2 separate regions of the Columba livia genome follow, and region 2 is linked to region 1. The links are chromatin contacts, called in public Hi-C maps. All regions are on one chromosome and are shown on one strand. The core of a region is the stretch at or near the end of the contact, and the rest is flanking DNA. Distances in the headings are between cores, read along the strand shown.

Region 1 (2,700 bases), core at 38-2,537:
CTACCCAGTCATCTCAAAACTGACGCAGAATTTCACCCAGGAGATGTTTTCTTTCACTTGTAGCAGAGGTTCATCTGCCCAGGAATTAAAGATGTGCCAAAAGAAACAAAAGCTTCCAATACTTTTTCTTTGTTGCTGTTTCTCCGTTACTCACATGTGAGTTTGGGCCTGCAGTTCGCCATCCCTCCCTCTGACTTATGAGATTTTCTTTGCACGAGGTTTCTGTCACTCCCACCCACTTGAGAACAGGAAGCACCAAGGCTGCCTTAGCCCCTGAGTAACTGTTAACGAATTTTTCCTCCTCCATCTCCTACAGAGAGCTCACACAAAGCCACCAAGCAACGCGAGCACAACCTCTTCGTGATGGGGTCCTGCGTTGGGGCTGCAGCTTCTGTGGTGGGTGCTGGGGCAGCGCAGGGTCTGGGTGGCAGAAGGGGCTTTGAGGAGGAGGAGGATGAGGAGGATGGTGCTGCAGCCCCAGCCCCTGGGCTCCCAGAAACCTCCATCCCCCACCGACACTGCCTCATCCCCTCCTCACAATGCTCAACTGCTCAGGCTTTGTGAAAGGAGGAGTGAATTTCTAGGGCTTTCAGGGTTTTTAAGATAGAAAAAAAAAAAGAAAAAAAGAAAAAAAATCAATGCCAAATTCCTTTGAATAGAAGATACTGCATGTTGGCAGAAGCCACTTTTCACAGACTCCAGCCGTTTGAAATCTGAAACACTAAAAAGTGGCTACTGTGGATGTGATGTATTCTTCTTTTCAAAGCAATCTGGCACACAATTTTGCTCCCCTGTTTCAGGACCCAATCCTGCATTCCTTTCACGCTCAGACTCCCATTGACTTTAAGGAATGCAGGATTGGATCCTAAATGTGTGCTCTACTCACACAATAGCTCCTCATGGTTACCATCTATTGAGAAAGGCACACTTTAAAAACCATTTGGAATTGCAGGCTCATCCACCAGGCCAGAATGCCTGTAAAGATCTTCCATTATTTCAGGAAAAATGCTCCAGTGTGTGGATTACACACACACACTTTCGTGGTTTCAAGCTGCAGGCACAGCTTAACTTGAGATGCATCAAAATATTTTGAGCATTGGTGTGATGGCTCATAAAGGAACCCAGTGTAATTTTAGGTTTTGGGGAAAAAACAAACCAAACCAAACTTGAAATGAAACAAAAAAACACATGCACAAAAAAAACCCCAAACCCACCACACACACACACACAAAAACAAACTCTGGGGAAAGAAAATATAAAAGCCACCAAAGCAAACGCAGAAGCAGCTGAATCTTTAGGACGGTTTTTCAGAGAACTTTTGTAAAAGCCTCTAAAAGACCTGCACCAGCTAAGACAAAACAGAGCCTTGCACGGCTAGTTTTGAGGATGCTGTATATTGAGTTACGAGGCTATTACCATGCAAATCTCAAATGTACAAGCTTTTTACTTGGCCATAAACACAAAACAGTATACATTGTCCTTTCAGAAGAAAAGGTTTGCTGCTAAAGTAGCAGAAGCCCTACGTAAATAACCAACATTCTTTCTGCCTGAGGTCACTGACTTGGCCTATTCAATTCCGGGCTAGTCTGGGATTTGACAATCTAAGCAGGGGAGAGGCCCTTTCCTTTTTTTTCAAAAGAATGCTGGGATTTTATTTGAAATTTAAACTCTTGCAAACAAAAGGTGGCATCGTATGCTAGAGGCCTATGAAGGTGGAGTACAGGATGTGTATTGTTTTCTCCCTTTACATAGATTCTTTCAGGAAAGAGTATTCAGAGTCTGTGAACAAATTCTAATCAAATATTATCATCAGGTAGGCAGACATAGCAAGATATGAACGAAAACTTAAGAGGTCAGGAGATTTACTTTTTAAAACTATCGATGCAGGGAAAGCACAATTTTAAAAAAAAATATAATTTAAATTATAATTTAAACCAAATTATTTTAAAAATCTAAATTGCAAATTCCTCTATAGTTTAAGTTCCTATAATAATTCATATTTGTACATCGAAAAAGAGCTTTTCGGTGCAAATTAACTATGGCTACAAAGTCAGTATTCATTCCCATTCTCTATCTCTGGCTGATCTGTCCCGGTGAGGCAGACAGCCGTTAACTGTTTTTCCTCCCGGTTCCTGTTGCCCAGCTCTTCCTTGGAGTCTCACAAAAGCACACTCTCGTATAACACAATTATCATTTCCACTCCTGGGCTGTTGTCCAGGCCCCGCACTGCTCTGTGTCCTGGGCCACCTCTCCAGCAGGTGCCAGCTCCTGCCACACGGACGTGCCGGTACCACACACCAATTTGCAGCTGGTGTGAATCGTGACAACGCCGCTGAATTCATCACAATTTATACAAGCTCTAGACCTGCCCCAAGGTACTATCTTTGACAGAAGAAAGTCAATCTTTGATATGCACTCACTAACGTGTGGTAAAAAACAGATGAAAACAAGGCAGTTTATAATTATGACATGCTTGCAGCTCAGGGTAAACTCTCGATTCTCCTCGGCATTTTACCTTAACACGCCATGATGTCAGAATGAAAAACTTCATTATCTTCCCCAGGATTTTGCCTCATGTCAGCTATTGCACTGAAGGAAAGACCCTTCTATCCAGAAAGTACGCCTTTGCTGCCAAAAAAACTTGCATTTCTGCACTGAGACAGGCAACGTATCTTGCTCTGACCACTCTGCATCATTTGC
Region 2 (2,700 bases), core at 17-2,516, 52 kb after region 1:
CCGGAGGCGGCTCGGCGGCGGCGCGGCCGTTGGCGGCGCGGAGCGGGGCGGCTTTGCCGCAGGGGGCGGCGGGGAAGGCTTCGGCGGGCAGCGGCGCGGCGGTACCGTTCATCTTCCGGCCCCTCTGCTCCCCCGTCATGTGGGCGGCGATGACCCGCTTAGTCTCCTCCAGGTCGGGGTGCAGCGGCAGGTCCCGTCGGCCGCCCCGGCTGTACGAACCCTCCAGGCAGGGCTCGTAGAGGGACAGATCCTCCATGAACTTGGTGGCCTTCAGTGCCATGTCCTCTTCGTACTTCTCCATGCTCGGCCGGAGCCCGGCAGCGCGGGCCAGGGGTGGGACGGCGAACTCTGCGACAGCACAGCCCACAATAGGGGAAAAAAAAAAAAGAAAAAAAAAAGAAAAAAAACCACACACACACAAAAAAACCACCTCAAGGGAAAGCCCCTTCCCGCGGTCCTGGCGGGGCAGCGGCGGGACACAGCTCCTTCTCGGGAGGGCTCCTCAGCAGCGGCCAGGCGAGGCGGCAGTCACCTCAGCGGCATCCCCGCGCCGCGGCGCTCGGCTCGGTGTGGCCGGGCTGCCCGGCGGAGCGCGGCGAGCAGAGACGAGGAGCCCCTGTGTCACTTTCCAGCCTTAAATAAGTTGCTCGGTCCAGTCAATGGCGCGCTGCGCGGAGGAATTTGCGCTCGGCGGCTCCCTGCCCCCGCCGCCCCCGGCCGGCCGCCCCGCGGCGGGGCCGCAGCCCGGCCCGCACCCCCGGGCGGGGGGCGAAGGCGGCGGCCGGCCCGGAGGGGCTTCGCGGTGCGGCGAGCGGAGCGCGGGGCGCGGCGAAAGAGGGAGGGACTCTTTTGTGTGGGGCAGGAATGCGAGGAAGGAGACTGGGCGCTGCGTCCCGCTGGAATGTAGTTAATGCTGGAGCCAAACAATGATTTTCACCGAGTCAGTCAGGGAGAGGGCGGCCGCGGCGCTGCTCGGCGGCGGGGCCGGCAGCTCCCTTCTGCGCTGCCCGCTCTCCTCCTGGGCCGGTGCTCACCCAGCCCTGCCCGGGGCGGGCGGTACCGCTCCTCGCCGCGGAGCGGGAGGCGGCGGGGCTGTCACCGCGCCCCGCGGGCAGGGAGCCGGGGCCCAGCGCACCGAGCGCCCTGTCAGGCGCTGAGCAACCGCGTTCCCGCCCGCCGGGCTGCGGCGCGCGCCCCGCTCCCCTCCGCCGCCCGCGCCCCGACTGGAACTTTCCGGCGGGACCCGCGGGCTCGTCCCGCCGCGGCGGCACCAGGGGATGGGACCGGCACCGCGGCGCTGTGTGCAGCGGCCGGGGTGTCGGGAGCAGCCCCGCCGCTGCAAGTGACTCACACCTGTGCGAAATCCCCAGAACCGGCCAGGTGACTCTGCTGAAAGGACCTGTGCTTCAACACGGCAACTGATAATTATTTGCAGTTATTAAAAAAAAAACAACAACAACAAAAAAAGGAAGTACTGAGACATATGATAAACGTATCGTGGCTTAAAGCAATCTATGAATTGACACGAGTTTAAGAAAGCACGCTGCTGTCAGTGTAACTTTGCAGGAGCTTCATCTGTTGATTCAGCAATCTGTTGATCCAGACTCAGCACTGCTTGCCGTCTACATCTGTACACGCACGAAAAGGCTGTCAGAGAAACCGCCTCTGAAATGGCTGCTTCCCGAGCGCTCCGACACAAAACCGTAGCCTGCATGTGATTTTTTTACAACTAAACTGCGAATCTCTGTCAGTCATTTGTGTTGATGGCAAAAATACTTACAAAAACCCCAACAATAGGTGCCTAGGTTGTGTCCTTACAGTGCTGGGTGCTGAGCACCCTGTGAGGAGAGAAATAGGTTGCAAGTTTGATCTGTAGGCACTCTGCCCACCAAGAACATTTTAACCTGTTATCATACCTAATTAAACATTAAAAGCAACTGTGTACTTAAAAATGTCCCCTGCTGTGCAGGGCAATTGATTGGCAACGTGTTTGTGTGTGCAGGGGAGGCAAGCAAAAAAAAAATAAAGAAAAAAAATGCAACAAACCATGTAAATGTGCAGAGCAATACCAGAAAATCAGATCTCCTAGGCATGACAGAGGTAGTGCGCTGTCAGTGTGAACATACGAATGCAAATACAACCAGTCTTGGGGGTCAAGTGCTCTTCTCTACTCTATGTTCACATCTCTCATTACATAGCACCATGTGCTTCTGCAGCTTAGTACTTGTGGAACAGTAGGGTATGGTGCAAGCGTACCTGCACAGAGCTGCGTCAGTCGTTCCTGGGGCCTGGACTAGGATGATCTATCCTGTTATGGATGTTGAGCTGCTTACTGCCAATTTTTATAAAGCTGTCTTCCTGAGAAACGAGGAGTGGCTCATGGACAACCTGGAACTTGATCCATCAGAGCACATGTAAAGAAAAAAGTAATTTACTCTATTTTAAGTTTTTGATTAAAAAAAACCCCGCATCACCAACTTTACGACATTAGTTTGCTTTCTAGTAATCTATCAGTGGGTAGGACATATCTGGGGGGCTGTGCCTATGTGCTCACGCAAGGAAGCACTTTGAGCAGCTGTCCTTACAGCAGAAACTGCAGAGCTGATGCTGCATGAAGTCAGAAGCATAAGCCACAGCAAGAGCTTGTCCTTCTGTAGCTCTGTCCTTCTGAGCCACACATCTGCCCTTGTTCCTCCTTTT

The links. Hi-C and Micro-C count contacts between places; a contact is called where the count stands out from the background.
Region 2: a contact with region 1 is called in a Hi-C map of liver, with 1.8 times the contacts expected there. The contact joins the promoter of WTIP here to the enhancer-like site in region 1. A contact is called at or near these places in 2 of 2 Hi-C or Micro-C datasets (crop and liver).

Annotation. Positions count from the first base shown.
Region 1 is chr13:16,571,419-16,574,118 of bColLiv1.pat.W.v2, forward strand. All of the region lies in intron 2 of WTIP (WT1 interacting protein), which reads right to left. Among named protein-coding and RNA genes, the nearest start is that of WTIP, 52 kb to the right of the region's middle. Within about 2 kb of position 1,288, at least 2 of the 3 cell types and tissues checked have an H3K27ac peak away from gene starts, as active enhancers do.
Region 2 is chr13:16,623,116-16,625,815 of bColLiv1.pat.W.v2, forward strand. It overlaps WTIP (WT1 interacting protein), which reads right to left and starts at 1,267. Exons shown (of 8, transcript XM_013371162.3): 1 at 1-1,267. The coding sequence starts at 301.